Linked DNA regions of Danio rerio: region 2 is linked to region 1. The links are chromatin contacts, called in public Micro-C maps. All regions are on one chromosome and are shown on one strand. Each heading gives the region's core, a stretch centred on a gene start, on an enhancer-like site or on the middle of the called end of the contact. The rest is flanking DNA. Distances are from core to core; before and after follow the strand shown. Region 1 overlaps fbxw7 (F-box and WD repeat domain containing 7). Region 2 holds the start of fbxw7 (F-box and WD repeat domain containing 7).

The links. Hi-C and Micro-C count contacts between places; a contact is called where the count stands out from the background.
Region 2: a Micro-C map of caudal fin shows a contact between it and region 1, with 4 times the contacts expected there. The contact joins the promoter of fbxw7 here to the enhancer-like site in region 1. A contact is called at or near these places in 3 of 18 Hi-C or Micro-C datasets (caudal fin, embryo and hematopoietic stem cells) and 2 of 4 datasets of contacts at active chromatin or transcription factors (embryo and gastrula embryo).

What each region holds. Positions count from the first base shown.
Region 1 is chr1:26,691,392-26,698,881 of GRCz12tu, forward strand. The region is part of intron 2 of fbxw7 (F-box and WD repeat domain containing 7); the gene reads right to left. Among named protein-coding and RNA genes, the nearest start is that of fbxw7, 69 kb to the right of the region's middle. Within about 2 kb of position 4,395, at least 10 of the 62 cell types and tissues checked have an H3K27ac peak or open chromatin away from gene starts, as enhancers often do. A contact at or near this core is called in caudal fin, where this site is marked.
Region 2 is chr1:26,760,615-26,768,104 of GRCz12tu, forward strand. It overlaps fbxw7 (F-box and WD repeat domain containing 7), which reads right to left and starts at 3,540. Exons shown (of 13, transcript XM_073951515.1): 1 at 3,098-3,540.

The DNA of each region.
Region 1 (7,490 bases), core at 3,145-5,644:
TTTTTGTATATCTACAGAAGGCAGTTCCGTGACATTCTATTTTGTAAAGGTATTGAGATTTTTCAGCACAATTTGCTACAGATTATGTCTAAGACAGTAGAAAGCCCAGCAGACTACTCAATATTCTGTTTTAGTTGGAACTACTTCAACATACAAAACAAAATCAGTGGATTAACTTGGACAGATTTATAGCCTAAAGAACAACAACATGAGCTAGCAAAAATAAAAAATATAAAAATTGCACTTTTTTTCACATGGACTTTAATCGTTCCTTCCCATCCAGCTGTTTCTGAATCCTCTATTTGTCAATGTCCTTAAACTATAAATTGTCTGGTGTCAAAATCAGCAGAAGTATTCTGTATTTTTATTTGAGTACACTACAGACTAGAACATATGGAAAGTATGCAGTTTTGCAAATTCAGTTTAATTTCTGCAGAGATCATCAGAGCTGTAAAGCAGCATCTGACACATTCCTCTATTAACAAAAAGAGCCTGTAACCTTTCCGTGTATGATTCTGCTTGATTAATTGCCTGTGCCAAAATTGCATGAATGGGGTGGCTTCAGCTTAACAGTCAGCTGGTATATCCTGGCTGGCATGAAAGCACACCTGCTAGTGCCAACATCAAAATGAGTGGTTTGCGGCGACTCAACATCACGAGAGCGCCAGGAGCAGAGGGGGGATCATTACCTGCCATTTATTAGAATGACTGTGCCAATATGCTGCAGCCAATGTGAGTCATCCGAACACCTGCACAAACTGAGACCCAATGGCATGCCCGCATGAAGATTCATGACCTGATGCTCATAACAACAGCGAAATCATGTGTGCTTTTAGAACAGGCTATTATTCATACAAACAAATTTGTATGCAAATCACAACAAAATGTGTAAACGAATCAGGGCTTTGTGAAGTTTCACCCAAGTTAAAGGCCTTCAAAAATAAGCCAGCTTTTCCAATTCAAGTTCAAGCCTGAGGAATAATACTGATTGCAATACTAATTGCAGCCCTTCTATTAAAAAATAGCGATACCTTCGAACACGACGTTCAATATTCTCTTCTCATTAAGTGTTACAGATGGGCATTTCATTAACGTGTCTGCTGCTCTCTCATCTACGACTGCACACTGGCAGTTAATGAGGATTCAAGTTAAACTGGTTTACAGTCATTAGAAGCTTGATCGATTTCAAAGCATCACAGAATGAAACTATTTTTCAACATATTAAGTTGGGATAAATAAGCTAAGGAGTAAAATGTTGAAAAACCAAAAAATGTAGCATATCATCTTGATAGGAGTAAAATGCAATCTTAAATTGGAAAGGAGGTCAAATGGTGCCACTACAAATTTGTTTTAATAAGTGTTGCCATTTCTGTTAAACAGCAAAAGGAGTATTCTTTTAGGTTTTAAGGATGCCATTAATTCACGTTACGATACTATACCAGCAGAAGTATTGTAATCCTAAGTATTATTGCGATACTGTAATTTATAATTCAAATCTTTGAAATAAAGAAAATTGTAAGAAATACTGTATTTTATGTCATAGTAGGCCTACTTGAATTGAATAAATGATTCCCTTATTATAGAAAAAGATTTGTTGTTTTTAAGCCTTGTCAGGTAAGAATCCAAAGAAATTCTAAATGACTCTTTGTGAGTTGCTCTTTTTGTGATTGTTGCAGCTGTTGTAATTCATATTGACATGAACAGTAATGAACTAATCCAGATGTGCGTTCAAACTAAAGTGTCAGAAAAAGTGCAATAGATTACCATAAAAGGCGTGAATTCTACACAGTTTTGCAACCTTAAAGGGCTCCACAGAATATTCAAATAAAATGGTCTATTGTTGCACAAATGTCTGTGCATTTTAGTGATTTTCCACATGCAACATTATGTATTGTAGATCGTTATTGATGATACTACCGTTTACAAAGTACAGTGGCACCGCAAGTATTTTGTAGCCATATTATCGCGATACTACCATAGCACCAGTAAACTATGCAACCCTAGTCCTTTACAACCCTAAAAAGTCTAGCTTTTTTCTTTTCTTTTTTTTTTTTGTTGAGAAAATGCCAATCTTTAGGCCGAATCCAATAACTTTATTAATGTAGACATAGGACTGGGCGATTTGGCCTAAAATCTAAATCTCGATTAATTGAACATTAACTTGATTACGATTAATCTATTTATTTATTATTATTTTTTTGCCCACAGAGTTGACTGACAGGTTTTGCACTGTAAATTTGCAAGAGCGTTTTCAGAACGAAGGAGGCATTACTTGATTTTAAAAGAACTAAAGCAAACACACTATCTATGATTATTTATTGAACATCAACATTGAACAACTGAAATAAAACACACATTGGCTGAAACCAAGTCACTTTTTTTCTTATAAAAAAGTAAAAAATAACTTGCACTTTTGGAATAAAAATAAATTCTTTTCAATGTTTTCATAATAAAAGTAAAAGTAGTATTGCTTTTAAATGAAATAACCTCTGTATATCCTGTAAATAATAGTTAAAATAGTGCATTTAATGCATATCTGTAAACAAATATTTTAATGAGAAATACTAATTTAATGGAATGGTATATATGCCATCTCAAGGCATCTCTGGCACAGCTCTCCATCATCGTCAATGTATAGTGCAAAGTAAAGCTCAAGAATGGGTTCATCATCCAACTTGACCAGAGATCCAATGCACCTGCATAGTGGCCCACAGCAGCACAAATCAGCCTCAGCCTTTAACAAAGCAGGGTCACGTGACTTCATGCATGTGGTAGGGAAAGTGATGCAAAAAAAATTGTCCTGGAAAATTGATCGATTATAGGTTCTGAATGTGGATTTTGATAACATTGATTAATCGCCCAACCCTGTGTAGACATGATACAGTATACATTTATGCCAGTGTTTGTAATGCTGTAAATGACTTTTGCCAAAAATTTTATTAAAACACATATTGAAGGAATAGTTCACCGAAAAAATTAATCCTCATTCACTCACTGATTACTTCTGTTGAACAGAAAACAAGACATCAAAAGTAGGAACAAAAAATAAAGTCAATGGCTGTTTTTTTTTTTCCAACTTTCTTCAGTATATCTTATGTTGTGTTTAACAGAAGAAACCCAAACATATTGAGGGTGAGAAAAATGGCAGAATTTGAATGCAGTTAATACTTTCTTAAACTAAATGCAAAGATATTATAAAATTGTATAAATTCTAAAGAAATAGATGGAATCAAGAAAAGAGGAGTGTCTTCATACAACTTTATAAAAAAAATCCAAAACACCTAACCTAATCAATAAAGATTTTGTTTATGTTATGCATTGGTAAAACAAGTAATTAGAGATGGTACAGAAGGACTAAATGAACCCATTGCAAAATATATCTGTAAATCAACAGGATTTGGTTTGAATTTGATGTGGATTTGAATTGAACATACAGCAAAACACCTGTAAATCACCATGAGTTGTGTTTTACTTTAGTTCATTCATTAATTCATGCTTTTGAATGGCATTATGGGTCCTTGATATTTCATAGTGGAAAAAGTATTTCAAGATATTTTGATAACTAAAAGTTAAAATAAGACACTTTTTAATATAACCTATTTAATTCAAAATCATCCAAAATAAAAGCTTGTTTTGATATAACATAGGGCAAAACGGTGGCTCACAGCAAGGTCGCTGGATCGAGTGCATGCAGGGTCTTTTGGCATTTCTGTGTGGAGTTTGCATGTTCTCCCAGTGTTATTGTGGGTTCCCCCACAGTCCAAAGACATGCACTATAGATGGACTGGGTAAACAAATTATACGTAACAACAGTTATGTTTCTATACAGTATGTGTGTGTATCAAATATACATAATACAATACACACACACATATACAATACACATACAACTTTTATTTTGGATTTATCTTTGCCCAGTACTAGTTTTAAGTAATATCTGGGTTGGTGATTATAAATAACAGTACAAATCCTGGTAATAAACTGCTTGTACTTTTTTCTGTTAAGTTTATTGTAGTAAATAATAATTTTATTTTAGAAACTTCATATAGTATTGCTCATACAATACATGGTTTGAAACTACAAAAGAAAAATAATAAAAATCAATGACTCACTTTCTAAATCTTTTTCTACATTGAAAGTTGACAGAGCAGGATCAAGATCCCATGATGCAATACAAAACCGTAAATAAATAATGAATCACCAAATAAAAAACCTGTTAATAAAAAAAAAAACAAACAAAAAAAAAAACAGTACAGACATAAGGGAATTTTATAAAGTACCTAAATACTACCAGCTCATGTTTTCTCAGTCCTGGTTGAACATGCACCTGTATCTATCTGTATCTACTGCCCTCTAGTGGGGCTCTGAACCAAGCACTCTGTACCCACAATAACAATGCCCTGAACAGGCAGTCTGGCATGAAATCACAGCTTCCTGTCGCCACAACAACGGGCAGGGTGGGCTATTGCCGTTCACTCAATCTATTTCCTGTTTTCGAGCAGGGCTTCCGAAACATGAATGAGAACACTGACCGGAGTAAAACTGGGCATTTTTCAATGGACTGGAAGGGGACAGAGAATTCTAGTGAGCTAGAAAGCATTGTTGGGTATTTATGGATATCTATAAATGCCTCAGTCGCTGAACATACCTGTGACGCATTTAAAAACATTCCAGATTTAAATAAAGCTCAAGTCACCGCCTTTTGTGGCATGACATTGGAAGTGAATTTCAGCAGCCATTAGTTCAATGTCATGTGATCCCTCAAACCAATGTTATAGGCTACCGTAATTTAGTATATTTGTTCATTTGTCTGATTGTGCTTAGTTATTAAATGTACTATTACCACTGCTGGAAACTTTTAATTTGTTTGTTTGTTTGTTTCATTTGTTTTTTTTAAAGGAGCCATGACAATTTTCAGGATTCTTTGAACTGAAAATAAATAAATAAAATAAATAAATAAATAAATAATAAACATTTTTAAAAACATCTGTTGAATATTTTATTTTCTCGAACTTTTATCTTTGTGATAAAAACGATACACTGTAAAAAAAAATTTTAAAAAAAGGTATAGTTCCACACAACTGATTTGTTTTGGGAAAACATTAAGAATTTAACTTTAGTTTTACAAATAGTGAATTGAATATAAACAATTAAGCTGCCCCCTAAAAAAAATTATAATAAAATCTCAAGAATAGTGTCAGTTTAGCTCATTTTAAATGAGTCGTTTAAACAAAGTCATTTTGAGTGCATGTAAATTAATGTCATAATAAAATAAACTGTAAATAAAAAGGATCAATACATTAAAGGGGAAAATTTAAACATCAGCACTGTGTTGTAACGAGATGCCCAAAGTTGGCCCATGGTAACCTTTGATTGGGCCCGAGAGAGAAAATGTTGGGGACTTTGACAGAGATTGTTATTTAGATTTTAAAGTAAACCTTTGTTTCTTTGAAACAAAAGCCAACTGAAATGAAATGATTGAATTAAATGTTGTAAATTAATCAGACTTTTAAAATATAAAAACTGTCACTTGACAAAAAGTATTGCACAAGACTTCAGGCAGCAAATCAAGTCAAAGACAGGAGCAGGCTGACTAGCGTTTTAGCATTCTTCATTCAGTTATAAATGAGATTTTTTTTATGTTTTTACTGTAAGTTAATTATAAAAATGTTTAAAAGATTTACTGCATTAATTATGATTTAAATTAATGTTGTCTGGTTCTTTTTAAATATTAGCAAAAAAATAAGGCAAATGGAAAATGTATGTAATATGGTGTGATATATTTGTTTATATATATATATATATATATATATTCTGCCCATATCCCTCGATCAAGTTTTGGTTTTGGCCCAGCATAAGACTAAGTTTGTGCACCCGTGGTCTAGTATATACATTTTAATTCCTGATACACAAAAAAAGAGGGGAAAAAGCCAGAGAATTGTACACCAAAAAGTCATCTGTATTTCCTTTCCACCAGATAGAGTAATGAAGATAAATAGCCTAACGTTTGCTACTAACACCTCAATTACAGACAAATTACATGGATCTTACATCACTTTCACTAGAAGACAAACTAATCTGAAAAAGCCCTGAAGATTTGACTGCTGTAGGCCACGCTGAGAACAAAAAAAGCAGACAAGCTGAAGTCAGAACAACTAGAACTACAAACAGAACAAAGCTCTCATGACAGACTTGCGATGGCACTGATGCCAACTGAGTCAAAGCTAGACTGGCAAACATGATAGTGTTGTGTTGTTTTTAAGACACTATAGTGCTTCAGTCTGACCGTTTATATTCAGTCTAGAGTTGTGCAGACTAAATGGCTACTGTCAGTGGCCTCTCCTGTGAACCAAACAGCAAAAGCTTGAATTATTAAAGAGGAATGAATAGAAGAACAGACCAAATGAAAGGGAAACACTGCAGACGTTTGGAGTTTGACCTGAATCTCCAACATCCAAGTGTGACTGCCATTGTAAAGACAACCAATTCAAGGCAATCTGGACAGGTTGACGCAGAAGCAAAATGAGCCCAAAAAAACACAATACCAGTTGTTACAATTCAAAAGTTAGAATGGAACAAACTGCTGACAAAATCTCCATAGAGATATCTAGACTTTCAAAATAAACCTAATTTTAAATAATTTTCCAGTGAATTGAGACTGATGCATTACTTAGACAATATATTATTTTAATTAGATTGCAATTTACACCATGTAACAATTGCAAGCATTTAATTAACTTTGATACAAATGACATTTACGTTCCTTTATGTCCCATTCAGAGTCCATTTATAAATATATTTCTATACTGAAGTGCACACACATAGAATGTACATTAAAGGAAAAGTGACCAAATTTAAAGAAAATGTACTGACTATGTACTCCTCAAGCGTCTTTTGTTGGAAACCATGATGATAATACCATAATAAACAGTTAAACATGTTTTTTTAAATGTCATAACGAGAAGCAAATACTTATCGTAATACACACACACACACACACACACACACACACACACACACACACACACACACACACACACACACACACACACACACACACACACACACACACACACACACACACACACACACACACACACACACACACACACACACACACACACACACACACACACACACACACACACACACACACACACACACACACACACACACACACACAATCAATTCCATGAAAATGTCAACCTCAGCATGAAAAAAAATAAACTTTACCAAAATAACAAAACTAATTTAAATTTCCTCATTAAGGTCAGGAGCTCAGTAAATATATACAGTAGGCATATTATAGCTGATTATGTTTATTAGCAATTCTATATCATTCAGGGAATAAAAGCACCACATTAGCATGCAACATTGTTTCCGAATTGAGCTTTAAACATTTGAATGTGCGTTAACCTTTAACAACACACATGCCCTAATATGAATTAAATATAACAAGGTGATATCTGTTTAAGTTTGTTTGTGCAAGC
Region 2 (7,490 bases), core at 2,290-4,789, 68 kb after region 1:
TGTGTGTGTGTGTGTGTGCGTGTGAGAGAGAGAAATGGAGTACTTTCATTATCTCAATCGCAGTGAAATAGGGGCTTTTGCTGTATATTTCAGTGAAAGACTGATCCAGCAAACACACACCGTGAAATTGTGCACAGTTTATGAGTTAAGTAGTTAGAGCATTGTAAATACTTGCGCTCGCCTCCCTCGCAACAGAGCGCATATGAGGTACATGACGTCAGTAATAACCGGTTATGATTATTACAGAACCGATACTGAATTGTCCGCGTCTGCATTGCGGTGCACCAAAGAAACGATTAATTTTGACACACCTAATAATAATATATACAGGTAAAATATTGCAGAATTTTATGCAAAATAAGACAACAGCAGGTCACTTACTAAAAAAAGAAAGAAAAGTTCCTTTGGTGTGGATATCAGTATAGCAGACTATATCTGCTTACTGTTATTGTGAAAATAGGCCTCAAATCGGACCTAACAAAGTAGTGCACTAATAATTGTAGCTATGATGAAAAAAAAATTAACTTCTGCTCCAATTCAAAGAAAATAAGCAACTAAAGCCCTTTTCTATTTTGGACCTTATAAGTTTTATTCTTGTAGCAAGCATCTGCCTTCAGCTGAAATCCATGCCATGTAAACTAAATAGCTCATTCATCAGAACACTTGGTCCTTTGCATTATTTACTGATTCCAAAATTCATAGAACTCCAAGCAGATCTTTCAGTTGAGCAAGAAAATTTGTCATATTCCACCACAGGAGAAGAAAACGATTGAAACTTGAGAAAACTTGCTGCTAGTGAACACCCGGAGGAGTCCAAAGAAGCCCAGAGAACACAAAGGGAGTTTGAAGTGAAAGGCTGCCGACTGCTGCAACCCTTTTAACCAAGACTATCTTTAATCAAAACCACACAGCAGACCTGCTTGTATTTTAGCCGAGTGCCACTAACAAGTGGCTGACCTGAAAAAAATATTCTCTTCAAAGAGCCACTCATTAGATGACCCGCTTCCTTTCTCTCATCTCCCAGCCCAGTCATGCCTTGTGTATGCGCTCTTTGTGTTTTGTCAAAACATTAAGGCCATTCAGCAAATCTCAAAGATCCATATGGGAGATGTGAAGGACTAGAAACTCATACGCTTTCATAGTATGAAGGCCACAGTGTGAAAGAGAACAAAATATTAGCTGGGAAAGCACCCATGCGAGAGGGATGCCAGATTGCTATAGGTAACTCTGGGCTCTTGGAGGTGGAAATGGATGTGGTGAAAAGGGTGTGAGAGGATGAAAGACCTCACACACTTTCCTTCATGTTTCCTGCTCTCTTTTTCCTCCTTCCACTCCAATTTAACACAGTCAGACAGTAACCCACAAAATTCAGACAAACTTTAAAATCCCTTTTTTTTACTCATCAGTAGAGACTGTGGACATTTCACCTGATGTTTAACTTCATGACAGGTGAAATAACTACTGAAAACTAAAGACTAGACTTTTTTTTTTACTCGCAAACTGACCTCTGCCTGTTCTCTAGAGAAACTTCTCCCCCTCCTTCTTCCAAGTAACTTTATTTGACAACAGATATTACATAAACACATGGAGCAATCGATGGCAATACAAACCCTGTGAAACGAGTTACATAATATTACAGATGATGCTGAAATTTTCAAGCGCAAAACCCCGAAATTAACGAGAAGAGCTATTCTTGCATATTTTTAAATGAAAATACTATAGGGTTGCTCAATGCTTATGAAACTTAAGTTGTTATCTTTCGGTGCTCAAGAAGTTATACCCATGTGTTCATAGTAGAAGTTGTTTTCATGCATTTAGCATCCTGAGGTTTTACAGATCATTAAGAAGTTCTCAGTACTGTTACGAAGCTGAAATGTGATTAATTAACTCAATCAATAGTTTCAGAGAAAAAAACGCACCTGTATCACAAATAACAAACTTGTATCGACTTCAAGTCGGTGCTAACATGTGCTTATCTCGCGCCGTGCACGCGCTGCACATAAATCTATACAAATTACGAATTTCATACTCACAACGTCCCACACCGGCTAACATTTCTTTAAAATGACTATTACAAAGGAGAAACTGTTTACGGATATTGGCGGGTACTTCACGTGGATTTAAACCCCTTATGGGAGGCAACGGTGGCAAAAGGCTGAACGTCGATTGTTAGCCGGCTATGCTAATATGCTAGGCTAACCGCTATCAGATGTTTCAAGTGCCCTTGATGACACGGTCACAAAATAGAACACTTTTTCATATAAATGGCAGTGTAGTGGACAAACGTATAAACGTATTCGTAAGACACTGTGTTTCGATTGTCCAGTTGCGGGTGTGCTAATAGTGTTAGCCTAAGCTAAACATCCTCTTGCTAACCGGCTAAATAACAGAAGAACAATCTATAACAAACGGAATAATAATATTAAGGATGCATTGATGATTATTAGTTGTCTAAAACGTAAACGGACCATAAATTGTAGATAGACACCGTATAAATGATGTTGTAAAGTCGTGGAATGCATAGCTGTTATAAGGCAACGGAATTAAGCCTTTTCGTCTGCTGTGAAGTTGTATTTCCAAACAATGTTTTATTTTTACGTAGTGCAAATACATTAAATTTAGGTCAAGTCCGTACACAAACTAATGAAATCAATCAGACATGGAAAATAAATAAATACTGTGGCTGTATTACACATTCTGTAACGTTATTAGGTTTGTTTGCTGCAGCTACAAAAGTCTAGCAAAAACTGTTTTAAAGTGTCCCATTTCGGAAATGGGTTAAGGTTAAAATAATTAAGTAACTTAACATTACAACAGTTTCACGCGAGTCATTTCTCGGTGTTATTTCGCGGTGTAATTTTAAATGCCAGGCAACCTGCTACACTAACGTCACACACCATTGCATTGAAAATGGGAATTAAAATACTATATAAACCTGAAAAGGCCATGCATTCCGTTCTATATGCCCAATACCTCCACGAGGTAGTGTAGTGAAGCTGATCACATGGCCCTTTACTTTAAATATCAGCCTTGCATGGTCAAGTTTGCCTGCCTGCAAAACACTGAGTTTAACCAAGAGACAAACGCAAGTATTTACCCTGGAAACTGGTGGAAAGGCGAAGGGGGAAAGCTCCTATGTGCAAACGAACGGTTAGTTTCCTCAGATATCCAATCCAGAATTCGGTTAGGATAAACCGGTCTCCCCTCTTCTCCTCTCCGGCTTGCCCGAACGCAAGATGAAACGATCCTCTGAAAACGAGCTGAAGTTTTACAAGCACAAACCAAACATTTTCATCCGCCGAAATAAAGTCTGAGCGTCATTCGCACCCTTCGGAGCCCTGCATCAGGGAGAGCTGAAATTTCTTCGTTATCTTCTGCAAAAACTCAGATCCCCCATAGAATAATATGTGACCGATCTGAGAAAGCAAGGGATGCGGCACGCGACTCCGATGCTGCTCCGTTAAAGCGCGATCGCCTTTATCCAACCGATTCCTGTACGACTCCCTGTCCACGGATGATAGCGTCACGGTGTCGTCCAATAACGTCACCCTTGCTCGCGTCGCTTAAATAAGACGCATTTACGTCGCCCATGCATGCGAGTTTAATTTTAAATGGCTTGGATTTATTTTAACTTGAATGTTTTTTGTATATTACATTTGTATCTTTGTATATTATTTTGTGTTGAGCCTTCCATATATGACACACAAGTTGTAAAGTTGAATCCCATTTTGTTGTATTTGGATTTTGTATTTACAATAAAAAAATAAAAATAATTCATTTTAAATGGCTTGTTTTTAATTATTAGTTAATTAAATGATTTATTTATTTATCAGTATTTTTTTATTATTAAGTTTGTCTCGTTTGTCATTGCAGGGGAGGCAAAATGAAAAATTAAATTAAATATTAAGTGTAACACATTAAGTAATAATAAAAAGAAAATATAAAAGGTAACATTCACGTCTAATAAATAACATATATTGTGTTGCATTATAAATCATTCAAATTATTAACATGTTTTACTGTATTTTTTTCTCATATTTGTTTATTATTCGCATGTTTAATGAATCGGTGATTATGTATCTATTTATGTATGTTTACGCACTTTAGTCAAAGCCTTACTTAAAACAATAATGCCTAATCAGTCAAACTATGTACACCTTTTTGATTGTGTACTTGTCCATCATGTGTCTACATGTGTGTAATGTGTGTTTTTCTTAACATATTTATTATTTTTCAAATTTTTTTTGCCTTTATTACTGTCAACATTGATAATAGTATATTGTTTTGTTCTTTGTAGTATGTTATGTGTTGTATTTTGCACGGTCTGTATTGTGTTTGTAGTACACATGCTGCTGATGATGTGACAATAAAAGAGATTTGATTTGATTTGATATTTACCAAAAGGTCACATCATACATATAAATTAATTAATTAATTAATCTTTTGACCGTTTATTTCATTTACCAAAAAAGCAAATAACAGCCTATTTGCATAAACAAACAAAAAACAAACAAATATTTAATGTTTATTCATTACATTATTCATTAAAATGTTTATTCATTCATTTTCTTTTCGGCTTAGTCCCTTTATTCCTCAGGGGCTGCCACAGCTGAACCAACTTACGCAACTTATCCAGCATATGTTTTACGCAGCGGATGCCTTTCCAGCTGCAAGCCAGTACCGGGAGACATCCATACAAACTCATTCACTGCAGACAATTTAGCTTACCCAATTCACCTGTACCACATGTCTTTGGGCTTGTGGGGGAAACCAGAGCACCCGGAGAAAACCCACACCAAAAAATGCAAACTCCACACAGAAATGCCAACTGACCCAGCCGAGGCTCCAACCAGCAACCTTTTTGCTGTGAGGCAACAGCGCTACCAACTGTGCCACCACACTGCCCTTTATTCATTTAGTTTTTATTTAAAGAACAACAGAATACAACCTTTTACTGTGAAAAAATACAAATGCCTGGGGAGGTAAGTATGAATAAAGTATAAACACACAATCATGCAAATGAATGAAATACATTATAACAATTATATATTTTTAAAGTGTCTGGGACTTTCTTGTTTAAACAGTCTCTGATACTGGTAATATGTAAGCAGATTTCAGTCAACAAGACTATAAAATTAGATTTCCTATTAGTGAATTTACATTTCTGAATGTAAAATTGGGTTAGCAGAATTTAATTAAATAAAAACAGTCGTTCTCCTGGTTAGGATAGTCAGTAAAACCCAAAATTTTCCTATAACAATGATAAATGTTTTCAACAATGAACATTATTATTAATACATTTTCGAGCCTCACTATAATATGGAGTCTGTGCAATAGCAAAATAAATGTAAAGCAGTCTCCTGCTATTCGTGGCAAAAATTACCATATATCAATACAATTTTTACTTTTATGTAAATAAAGTTTTGCTGAATAAAATCTGTGAATAAGTTTATAGGATATTTATTTCGTTTTATTTCTCACATGATATTTCTGTGGTTAACAGTCATACTTTTCTCTTCTTTTAAATTGTGTTCTGTCATGTAGACTTAGTAGTAGTGCCAACCAAAGCTCAAAGGGATTTACTCTTTGTTATTATTTGTTGTTTTTGTCATTGTACAGAATATATACACTTACTGTATATAGGGCTTAGTGGTGTCACTGTCGCCTCACAGCAAGGTCGATGGTTCAAGTCCCAACTGGATCAGTTGATGTTTCTGTGTGGAGTTTGTATGTTCTCACTGTGTTGGTGTGGGTTTCCTTCTGGTGCTCTTATTTTCCCCCACTGTCCAAAGACATGCAGTATAGGTGACTTGATGAACTAAATTGGTTGTATGGTGTATGTGTGTGTAATGGTTGTTTCCCAGTGTTGGGTTGCGGCTGGAAGGGCATCTGCTATGTAAAACATATGCTGGATAAGTTGGTGGTTCATTCCGTTGTGGTGATCCCTGATGAATAAAGGGACTAAGCAGAAGGAAAATAAATTCATTAATTTTTGAGCCTCACTATAATATAGCAGAGTATGTGCAATAGCAAAATAAATGTAAATCAGTCTCCTCGTATTCATGGCAAAAAAGACCATTTATATCAATACCATTTTTTTACATTTTGAAAATAGTGTTTTGCTGAATAAAATCTGTGGATAAGTTTAAAGGAAAATTCTTTAATTTTATTTCTTATATGATTTTTCTGTGGTAACAGTCACACTTTTCTGTTGTAAATCAATTTACCTTTAATGTTTACATCCATATAGACCCTTTTCACATTTCTGGGTTTTTCAGTAGAGTAAGGCGTCATAGTTAGGAAAACTTAGAGCGCAGTGAATGAGAGAATACAACAAATCATTTTTTATTATCCCATTTGCTGAAATATTGGTAGCACTTTACAATAAGGTTCATTATTTAATGCATTTACTAACATGAACTAATCATGAACAACACATGTACAGCATTTATTAATCATAATTGAACATTTACTAATGCATTATTAACATTCAAGTCCATTCTTGTTAACATTAGTTAATGCACCATGTGTTAACATGAACTAACAATGAGCAACTGTATTTTCATTAACTAACGTTAACTAACATGAACAAATACAGTAGTAAATGTATTGTTCATTGTTTGTTCATGTTAGTAAATGCACTAATTAACATTAATTAATGAACCTTATTGTAAAGTGTGACCGCAATATTAAAAGAAAAATGTCACAATGGTGTTATCAAGACTGTCAGAAAAAGGGGGAAATTAGTGTGAGACTGATGAGAATAACATCTTGCATAAGCGGTAATTTGTTTTTTGTAATTTGACGCAAATATGATACAATCATTTTATAAATGCATATAAATGTTTTTTTAAATCAAACAATAAAAAATGTTCAAGGATTTAAGAATATGATGACCCTTAAACGAGTCATAACTGTCTTGTTAAAAGAGTCTATTAATAATAATATTCATTTTGTTTTTGTTCTTGTTGTTGTTGTTGTTCTTCTTCTTTTAAATTGTTCTGTCATTTCAGCGCATCATTATTGATCTAACTGTATTTGTCCAGAATGTACGTATATTTCTGAAAAGCATGTAGACACAGCAGTAGTGCCAACCAAAGCTTAAATGGATTTTAGCCGAAAAAAATCCTCCAGCATTGTATTTCAGTTTCCTTCTTTACTTGTAATATTATAATTTTTTATTTTATTTTTTAAAATTTCTTTCTTTTTTTTTGTCAAGAACATTTTTTATTATTTAAATTCTTATGATGATGATGATGACAAGTTTCAATTGTGTTGTAATCATTTACTCTTTTAAAAGTTTTTATTATTTGTTTTTTGTGTCATATAATGTATGCAGCGACACAATAGTTAGCACTGTCGCCTTACAGCAAGAAGGTCACTGGTTTGAGTCCCAGCTGGCATTTTTGTGGGGAGTTTGCATGTTCTCCCATGTTGGTGTGGGTTTCCTCCGGATGCTTCGGTTTCCCTCACAGTCCAAACGCGTGCTA